Regions from separate parts of the Oryctolagus cuniculus genome. Here region 2 is linked to region 1. The links are chromatin contacts, called in public Hi-C maps. All regions are on one chromosome and are shown on one strand. The core of a region is the stretch at or near the end of the contact, and the rest is flanking DNA. Distances in the headings are between cores, read along the strand shown.

Evidence for each region. A called contact is a pair of places that touch in the nucleus more often than the background predicts.
Region 2: a Hi-C map of an unstated tissue shows a contact between it and region 1, with 3 times the contacts expected there. The contact joins two enhancer-like sites. A contact is called at or near these places in 2 of 6 Hi-C or Micro-C datasets (psoas muscle and an unstated tissue).

The regions. Positions count from the first base shown.
Region 1 is chr4:101,774,379-101,779,589 of mOryCun1.1, reverse strand. No RefSeq gene overlaps it. Among named protein-coding and RNA genes, the nearest start is that of KCNMB2, 510 kb to the right of the region's middle. Within about 2 kb of position 2,734, at least 1 of the 8 cell types and tissues checked has an H3K27ac peak or open chromatin away from gene starts, as enhancers often do.
Region 2 is chr4:102,565,347-102,570,557 of mOryCun1.1, reverse strand. No RefSeq gene overlaps it. Among named protein-coding and RNA genes, the nearest start is that of TBL1XR1, 150 kb to the left of the region's middle. Within about 2 kb of position 3,232, at least 4 of the 8 cell types and tissues checked have an H3K27ac peak or open chromatin away from gene starts, as enhancers often do.

The sequences.
Region 1 (5,211 bases), core at 1,485-3,984:
AGCTATCAGTGCATCTCAAGGACCTAGAAATACAACAAACTAAACCCAAAATTAATAGGAAGAAAGAAATAATTAAAATTAGAAAAGAAGTAAACAAAATCGAAACAACAAAATACAAAAGATCAATGAAATGAAGATCTGGTTTTTTTTGAAAAAGTAAATAAAATTGATACACAGTTGGCATAAATTACCAAAAAAATGAAGAGATAGAAGACCTAAATCAATACAATCAGAAAAAAAAAAAAGAAAAAGGAAGTGTAACAACAGATACCACAGGAATTAAATTAAATTATTCTTCTTTTAAACTCCCCACGTTGGATGCATGGGCCCTTTAAGGCCATGCACTGGAAGAAAATTTGATGAAACTTTGACAGGATCTGAATCTAGTAAGACTCTCTTAGTTTTGCAAGTTTTATAAAACCATATGGCAGAGTGTACACATTGCTAGGACTCTTCCTAAGACCTTAGAAAGAATCAGGGTGCGTGAGGAGTTATGAGAGTTGAACCTCATCACATTTTTTAGAGAATCTCTCTCTAGGCATATTAGAGTGACAGCCAGGAGGGCTTAATTATAAAACAAAAGCAAAAACGAAATCACTGGGAGAGTTTGATGTGAAAAGGGACTGAATAGAATACTAGCAACATCAGGTCAACCATCACACGTGAAATCCTGATATGGATAAGGATAATCTAAATTGGGAATTTCCAACTCAATAAATTAATCATTTTGATTTCCCCTTTGTCTTCTGCAGGTTCTATGGATCATATCTCCAAAGCTTATCACAAATATATCCAAATTTATACATCTTAATATTATTAACTTTGGTTTTGTCTGCGTTGTCTATCAATGGCAAAATGCATGTAACCAATATCTTTAAAGATCTTATTATTCCACATCTGCTCTAATACCTCATCTGTAATTCATTCCCACATGGAAGCCAGGACGATCATATAAAAATACAAATCAGGTAGTATTATTTTTCTTTCTTAAAGCCTTCTGACACATTGCATTGTCTCTAGAATAAAATACTCTCTTTCAAGCTATGGTTCATGAAGATGTACTAAATTTGACTCCTACCTACCTTTTTTTAAAAAAAGATTTATTTGTTTTACTTGAAACTCAGAGTTACACACAGAGAGAAGGAGAGGCAGAGAGAGAGAGAGAGAGAGAGAGAGAGAGAGAGAGAAGTCTTCTATCTGCTGGTTCACTGGTTCACTCCCTAGTTGGCCAAAATGGCAGAAGCTATGCTGATCTGAAGCTGGGAGCCAGGAGCTTCCTCTAGGTTTTCCCCACAGGTGCAGGGGCCCAAGGACTTGGATCATCTTTTACTGCTTTCCATAGGCCATAGCAGAGAGCTGGATCAGAAGTGGAGCAGCCAGGACTCGAACCTGTGCTCATATGGGATGCTGGAACTGCAGGCAACGGCTTTACCAGCTACACCACAGAACCGGCCCCCTTATCTACCTTTCTACCTCAAGCCATCCACTCACCACATTCTTCTATCCCTAAAAGCCTCACCATCCTTTTCTGCTCCTCCAATTATTCAACTTCATTCTTGACTTGGAGTCTTGCACTAGTTGGTGTTGTCCCTAGATGCTGTGGTTTCTGACTTAGGTTGACTTTTTGTCAGCCGAAATCTCAGATCCTCTAAAAAATCATCATGTAAAAATATTTCCCTGTAGTCACTTGGTATCAAATTAGCTAACTTATTTCTGTGATTATTTATCACTGTATAAAACCATTCTATTTTTTGTCTGTTTATGGTCTCTCCAGTAGAATGTGTACTCCACAAGAACAAGACAGTTACAGATTTTAATCATTTCAGTCAGAATCTGCATTCTCTAGCTTGACTCCTTGAAAAAGCTAGGGCAGGCTTATTCTGAATCATGGAAAAATGATGAAACCTGGAAATATAGAAGAATGATAATAAGAATGTCAGGTACTTCACAGAACTTGGGAAGAGCTTCAATCCATTGATCAATATTAGACAGGCATTTCTAACACTCATTAGTGCCTTTTGGGGTCCAGAAAAATGCCAAGTGTCAAAAAGATTAAACATTAAAAAAAAGCCTTCAAGATGGCTTACCTTCCAAGGCTGCATTTGAGAGGAAATCAGGGGCATCCCATGTATCAAAATAGTGCATGCTTTTGCCATTCTTGGACATAGGAGTAGAACCAGGTTATTTTGGTAGGGTAGGTATTGCTCATTGCTTCTGGTAGAGAGAAAGAGGCCTCTAATCCAAAATTAGAGTGATACATTCAAGACATTTGCGATAAGGCAAATGCTAGTTATCTTGCAAAATTGTGGCTCCAACCTGAGGCTATTGCACTAAATTCTGCTGTCAAAATATTTCTATTTCAATGATGTTTTCTCACAGATGTCATGCCATATAGAGAATCATTAACTAATTTGTTAATCATGAACTGTCTAAAATATGTAGTTCATTAATTTTAATTCAGATATTTTGACCACCCAAGTGTTTTTCCTCCAATCAACTCGCTTCTTTTTGGTTATACAGTGCTATTTGTAATGAGCAAGATAACATTTCTTATTCCCCTATTTCTCAGAATCTACTAAGCAGTTGCCTTAGTATTGCAGTAGAATTTTTCCCTAAATGTGTGAGACTGAATTTTTAAAGCCATGCATTGATTATTTCTATTTTTTCAACACCGGTGGATTTTATTATAACAAGAGGATCACATAAGTATTTTCAGCTCATCTAAGTAATGTCAGATTTCATCTTTACTCTAGAGTAACCCTTTGAGTCTAGTGGTAGTCACATTAAAACATGTACAGCGCCATCTTTTGATGGCAATCACTTAAAAAAATTTAAAATCACTGGTGTCCATCACTTTAGGTTTTGCAAGCTTTTAAAAATGATCACAATCTGCAGGCTTCTCAAACATCGGCTAGCATTTTCCCCCAGTCATCCCATCACTTGCTTTTTGTTGTTGTTTTTAGATGAGACCAGCTGCCTTGTGATCACTGAAATGTCAGGGGAAAAATCGTTTTCCACAAGAGAGAAAAACTTAAATATTCTTGGAGACAAAACTCTCACAGAAATCTTAAAAAAAAAAAAAATCCCTAAAGAACTGATTCTCGGTTTGATGTAGATGGGCGACTCTTGTTAATATTAATGGCAGTTTCAGATGTACTGACAGAGGATGCATCCCAGAAAGTGACTCTCTACATTCACTCTAGTTTGTATTTATAGCACAAAGATACAGACAAGGACCATTGGTTTTAAAATGACAATGAGTGATGCAAACAACTCTTTGATCTAATACAGAAGGAATTTATCTATGTGTGACCATTGATAAATGAAATAAACTCTCTGGGCATTGCTCCTCTCAGTTCCAGAAGTGACCGATTTCTTTCACCCTATTAATTGTCCTGTTGTTATTGAGTTATCACAATGTTTAGCTTCTTAATTGTGTCACACAGAAAAATGTACATAAATGGATCTCAAATTCTCATCATATTACCAATGAAATAAATCTTTTCTCACCATGGGAAGGAGCTAGAGACAGAGGTGTAGATAATCACGCCTCAATAATGCCAAGGAAGCAAGGGATTCTTTGTCTTTGGCCTGTAGAAGTGTTGGGAGTGATAAAGGGAAGAAATATATTTCCTTGTTGTTTTTTTTTGTACTGTAAATTGTAAAGGATTTAAAGCAATTTAAATTGCTTCTTTCTAGTTGGTTTAGGTAATTATATTTGTATAGACATGTGTTGTTTAATCATTATATACTTCATAATAAGAACATATAATGTTCCTTAGAAATTTGTATAAGATTATGTTATTTTTAAAATTTATTTATTTATATGAGAGGTCGAGAGAGAAAGACAGGCAGACATACAGACAGAGACAGAGAAGGCTTTCATTCACTAGATCACAAACAGCCAGGACTGGACCAGATCTAAGCCAGGAGCTGGAAACTGAATCCGAGTCTCCCACATGAATGGCAGGAACCCAATTACTTGAGCCATCATCATTGCTTCCTGAAGTATTCATTAGCAGGAAGATGGAATCAGAAGATGGAGCTAGGAGTCAGATTCAGACACTCTGATATTGGACCCAGGCATCCTAACTTATCTTAAGTGTAAGATTAAGTACCTGTCTCTGTTTATGTTCTTATTCTAAAAATTGTGGAAATGTGTGGAAGATTTAATATGTGTACACACATGTTTCTTTTCTCCTTAATCTTTTTTTTTTCAAATAGGAAATTACTTCATCATTGACAAACTTCAGGGAAGAAAATATTGATTCTTCACAGAAAAAGAAGGAAAACTGCAATGTCCTAAGAGGATAGAATAATAATTTCTGAGCTGAGTTGTATAATATTGAGCAATGGTTCTACAAACAGCTAGATATTCAATAAATATTATTTATTCATCAGAAATATTTATTCAGTGCCTTATTATGTTTTATATGTGGGTGTAAGGTCAAGATAAAATTATAGTGCCATTTATTTTAGTGACACATGTACTCAAAAACAATCAATGTTTATGCATAAGGCATGGTTACTACATAAAGAGACAATGTTTTTAACTAACATAATCGAATTTATGACTTTAAACAACCAAGGTCTTTGAAGAGCTCCCTTGGGGAAACTACTTGTATCGCCCAAAGATGCTATACTTTTTCCAAAATACTTCTGGAACACTTTTAAATTCCTTTCTCTGGTAATAAATATTATATAAGTAAATATTGTCCAATAGATAGGAAGAACACAACTATGTCTTGTTATTAGAGAGACATTTGAAATACAGCTCAAAAAGGTCAAAAGTACAATGATGGGAAGAGCATGCATTGTAAGTACTATTCAAAAGGTAGATAGTGTGGCTATATTACTATTAGACATACTGTCTGACACAAAACTATGCCTAGGTATAAAGAGGTACATTTAATACTAATAACCTCAACAGGACGATATATCATTCTTCTATATATAACAATAATTGAAAGGACCAAGAGAAGGACTTTTTTTCACGACTATATTGGAAGATTTTAACACACCTTTTTTTATAGCAAATAGAATACTCAGGCAAAAAATAATCTGAAGAATATAAAGTATATGAACAAAACCATTAACAAACCTTGTCTAAATATAGATTACTACACCCAGCAAGAATAAAATAAAGTTCTACTAAAGTAGAAGCAAAATATTTTCCAAAATAGAACATATGCTGTGTCATAAAGCAAGTCA
Region 2 (5,211 bases), core at 1,983-4,482, 790 kb before region 1:
TGCATGGCAGGACACAGGTATGTTTTGGAGGTAAACCAGTCAGCAGATAGGAATGTAGTGAATCAAAGAAAAGAACAAACTAGCCGGCACCGTGGCTCAATAGGCTAATCCTCCGCCTTACGGCGCTGGCACACCGGGTTCTAGTCCCAGTTAGGGCGCCAGATTCTGTCCCGGTTGCCCCTTTTCCAGGCCAGCTCTCTGCTGTGGCCAGGGAGTGCAGTGGAGGATGGCCCAAGTGCTTGGGCCCTGCACCCCATGGGAGACCAGGAGAAGGACCTGGCTCCTGCCTTTGGATCAGCGTGGTGTGCTGGCTGCAGCGCACCGGCCGTGGCGGCCATTGGAGGGTGAACCAACGGCAAAAGGAAGACCTGTCTCTCTCTCTCTCTCTTTCACTGTCCACTCTGTCAAAAAAAAACAAAACAAAAAACAAAACAAAAAACTAAAACTTGTGTTCTTGGTATGAGCAGCCAGGTGGACGTGGAACCATTATCTAGGAAAGTGTTCATGACAGGCTAGGGGGCTACCGGTAGGTTTTAGGACTTACTCCTCTTCAGCCCTGCAAACGTGTCTAACGTTGGCTTCTTTCTTTCCGGCTTTGTTCTTCATTATTTGATAAGTTGTTAGAGAGTCTGGCCTCTTTTTTTTTTTTTTTTTTTTTTAGAAACCATTTGTTTGTTAAGTACAACTTTCTTTTTTTTTTTTTTTTTTTTTTTTTTTTTTTTTTTTTTTTGACAGGCAGAGAGGACAGTGAGAGAGAGAGACAGAGAGAAAGGTCTTCCTTTGCCGTTGGTTCACCCTCCAATGGCCGCCGCTGCAGCCGGCGCACCGCGCTGATCCTGGCAGGAGCCAGGAGCCAGGTGCTTTTCCTGGTCTCCCATGGGGTGCAGGGCCCAAGCACCTGGGCCATCCTCCACTGCACTCCCTGGCCATAGCAGAGAGCTGGCCTGGAAGAGGGGCAACCGGGACAGAATCCGGCGCCCCAACCGGGACTAGAACCCGGTGTGCCGGCGCCGCAAGGTGGAGGATTAGCCTATTGAGCCACGGCGCCGGCTCTAAGTACAACTTTCTAAGTACAACTTTAGGAATATAGAGGTTCTTCCCACCATAACCACCCTCCCACCCCACCTCCTCCTCCCTCTCCCATTCCCAGTCCCGTCCTTTTATACTCCCCTCTGTAGCTCTGAGCCCAGCAGAGTGCTTTCGGAACACATGGGTTGCACCAACAGTTCCTGGCTGCACCTCCCAGGTGCTACCGGTTGAGGGGTCAGCTGCTGGATGGCAGGGCCCCTCCCAGAAGCACCAAGGGCCTCACACGCTGCGCCCTGTCCTGTCTGTCTTATTAAAGCAAGAGAGGGTGTGCACGATAAGGCAGGGTGGGACCCTTGACTCACAGACTCACAATTAGCAGGCTTTTGTCTTTGAATCTGACTGGAAGTGACTCATGGGCTGGAAAAAAACCTGTTGGAAACAAATGAGGGGGAAAAAAAAGGAGGTTAAGCCAGTGCTGCATTTCATGCTCAGATAAAATGCAGATCTGCTGTCCCATAAACGTTGACTACTGTACACTACCTCAGCCTCCTTCCAACAAAACCCAGGGGGACTTATTAAGCGCGACAATTCACTCATTTTCTCCAAGATTTTTATTAAATGCAATTTAGAGGGGATAAAGTTTCCTTCTTTCTCTTCACTCGAATGAACCCTAATTACCACTAGGGTGGAATAAGATGGGCTTCTTGAAGTCCGCCGCGATGAGTATTGCTTCCCCTTTAAATTAACCCGCCAGTCTCTTGTTCAAAAAGCCAGCGGTGCACTTCCTGTCCACACAGACTTGGCTCCATGCATTTTAAAGAGCATTTATTAAGCACCTGGTGATGGGGCACTGACAACTATATAGCCTGTGCAGGACAAAAGACACAGCTTTGCCTGGGGGTGGGGGTGGGGTTTACTGTGGGGGGTGGGGAGTGAGTTTTGCACTAAGATTCTGTGCAAGTTAAGACTAACAAAAGCCATTTTGGACTGCTTGGGGGTTGCAAGTAACAAAACACCAATCAGGTTAAGCAGTAGGGAGAATGTGTAGGTGGTCACAAGTCATCCGTGGCAGGCAGCATGCACCAACCGCCAATTCCATCAGCCCCCACTGGGCTCTGTCCCTGCCCCCAGCCCTGCCTTCACACACGCTGGGAAACAGCTCATACACAAGGTTCCTAAATACACCAACTTGCAGTTTTAGCCCTGGGCAGAAACTGTGTTTTTTCACTTCCAGTTTCAAAATCCCCCCCAAGAAAACCTGTGTTGTGTCAGGTCTTTGCTCGCGGACTCCCTGCCTGCCACAAGGTTGGGGAAGGGCAGCGACTGGTACAGCTTAGGTCGGAGGCTCCCTGCCCACTCTCTCTCGGCGCCGACAAAGCGGCTCCTGCTGTAACTGCGGGTGTGGGGCGCCACTAAGCCAGGAGTGGAGGGGGAAGGGCTGAGGACGCCGGGCTGCCGGTGCGTTTTCAGAAACCACCGCAGGGGCTCTGGCCTCACCGGCCGCCCAGGACTGGACTCTGGGCAAGCCAGTCCCTTGCGAAATCTGGATTTCACTGAATCCTCACGACGGTCACTGAGGGGCCTGGCTGCTGCCCCCATTTCACAGATGCGGGCCTCAGAGACGTTGAGCACCCGGCCCACACTTAGGCAGCTAAGAAGCCCACAGAGCAGGATTCTGCTTCCAGGCGCTTCCAAGTCTCTGGGCTGCTGGCACCACCCAGGGCGCGCACCCACCCAGCTCAGCGGGGAGGAGAAGGCCGGCCCTGGGGGAGGGGCAGCCCGACACCGCGGGTTGGGCCGGGGTCCCACCCGGGCCCGAGGCGTGCAGGGATGCGGCCTGAGGAGCCCACGCCGAGCAGGGCGCGGGGTGGGGGGAGGGGTGCTCGGGGCCTGAATGCAAGGCCCCGGCACCGCAGGCAAGGCCACGCCCTGGTTGGGAGAGCGTCCCTCCAGATCCCGGCCTTTAACTGCAATCCCATTTAAGGACAACCCGGCCCGGTTCACACCTAGCCTTGAAGATGACAGATGGCTCTGTGGTCCATTTGCAGGGTGAGAACGGGAGCCTATAACTCTGCACCTGCACTGCCGGCTCCATAAACCAAGCAGATCGTGGCCCATAAAATGCCACCGCCGCTGAGGCGCAAAATCCAAGCGGTCACCTGGAGAAGGAAGTCCGCCACGGAGAGCGCCCCGGGACCCCGCACCCACGGGGGAGGCTGGGCACGCGGGTGGGGGATGGGCGCAGGCGGCCTCCCCTCCCCCCACCCCGTGCCTCCGCTCCCGGCTTTGTAGCCCTGCTCTGCCACGTGGTAAAAGCTTCCGGAGGGCGGGGGGTGGAGGGGGCGGCATCAGTTATTTCTGCCTGAAGAGTTTTTGACCAAACGTAAGCGTCGGAGGAGCGGGAGCCCGAACCCCCCACCCCGCCACCCCCCAAGCCCCAGCGGCTGCGACCCCGACGCGGCGGCGGCAGAGCCCCAGCGCCGAGCGGCTGCAAGGCGCCCCTCCCCCGCCGCGCCCGCGAGCCCATTTTCGCTTGGCCGGTCCCCGCGCTGCCGGATGGATCGCGCCCCACCCCCGCTCCTCTGCTCAGTCATTCAGACTTGGAAAGTCAATAACACGCTGACATCATCAGGGGTTTGTGTATTATTACACGGCTACTTTCCAGAGTACCTGGCATTCTCTAAGAGAGGAGCACTCTGGCTGCCCAAGAAAGGGCCCTGAACTGGGAGCCTGGAGGCCTCGGGCGGGGCGGCTGCTCGGAGCAAGGCTCGGTGCTCGGCGGGGAGCGTCTTCTGGGCACCAATTAGGAGCAGATCCTCAGCTTCTGCTGCGCTGGATGCAGATGCACTTTAGATATCGATACAGCCTTCACTGTGGCTTGGGGGCACACTTATAAATCATCCTTAAGTGACCTGTGTTTCTACCAGAGACATCCAGAAGCATTTTCAGTGATCTTTGCATAGGAAAAAAAGAAAGGCATCTTCTAGGCCCAGGAGCCCAAAGCTGATTCTTCTGAGCCTCTCGGGGTTTGCCTGTGCGAGTCTCTTATGTAATCGCCATCACGGCTGATTAGGTCTTCCTGGTCTCTTCCTCCCTCCAGGGCTGAGCTGGGTGGTTTGGTGGCTGTGTTTTTCTTTAAGCCGCATGCTGGGCAAACACACATCCATAGGAAACACATCCCAGATCCACGGTGCAGGCTGCTCCCCCAACGGCTCCCTTGTGCAGAGTGGCTCAGTTTTTTTTTGGGGGGGGGGAGGGAAGTAGATTAATTTGTTGTTAATTAAGACTCCTTTATGTTGCTACTCTGGCATTTCCTTTTCCTAGAACGAGTTTTTAAAGATAATTTCATGTATTTTAGATGATCCCCCCCTCCTCTTGGCTGTGGTACTTGAAACAGCTTATATAATGACTTAACTATCGATTACTGTTCTGTTCATACACACACCTGAGTTTAAAAAAACAGCCGTAAAACTTAGACAACGCTGTACCTTCTCTATTTGGCCAAACAGGCGATTTCTTTCTTCACACACACACACACACACACACACACACACACACACACACACAGGGCTGACTGACCTCATTTGAGATTTTCTTAGTATCTTAAGTGGCAAAAAATGGCAGCCAGCCCTGAGCTGGCTGCCCAGAGAAGTACAAGGGCAGAGCTGTTCTTGCCTGGCCCCATCCTACCCTGGGAACCTCAGGCCCAGCGCCATAGGCAGTGATAGAAACACCCCCCCTCCCGCCGGAAGCGAAGCAGACTCGGGTCTCAACAATGTAACAATTTCCCTATGTGCACTTGATCGGTTCAGGAGAATTTGTAGTCGGTTATGACTGCTTCCTTCCAGATGGTCCGAAGGAAAACTCTCCCACCAGGCTTGCACTTCTAAAAATCACTTCCCCAGGCCTGTCCCTTCCCCGTTTCCCCTTTCCGAGGCGAGGCAGCTGGGGAGCCCGAGCAGCCAAGCAGGCCTTCCAGGCCATTCGGTGCATGCGTGTTCCTGTTCCTGTTCCGCCTGTGGAGACCGAAGTGGGGAGGAGGGGCGGTGCCCAGGACCTGCGCCAGGGGACGCCTCTCTCGCTTGGGGGTTTTCTGAGCTCATTAGAGACCAGTCTGCCTCTTTGGTTCTCCGCAGGAAGAGTCTCTTAAATCTCTAAGCACTTCTGTTTCCTAACCCAACC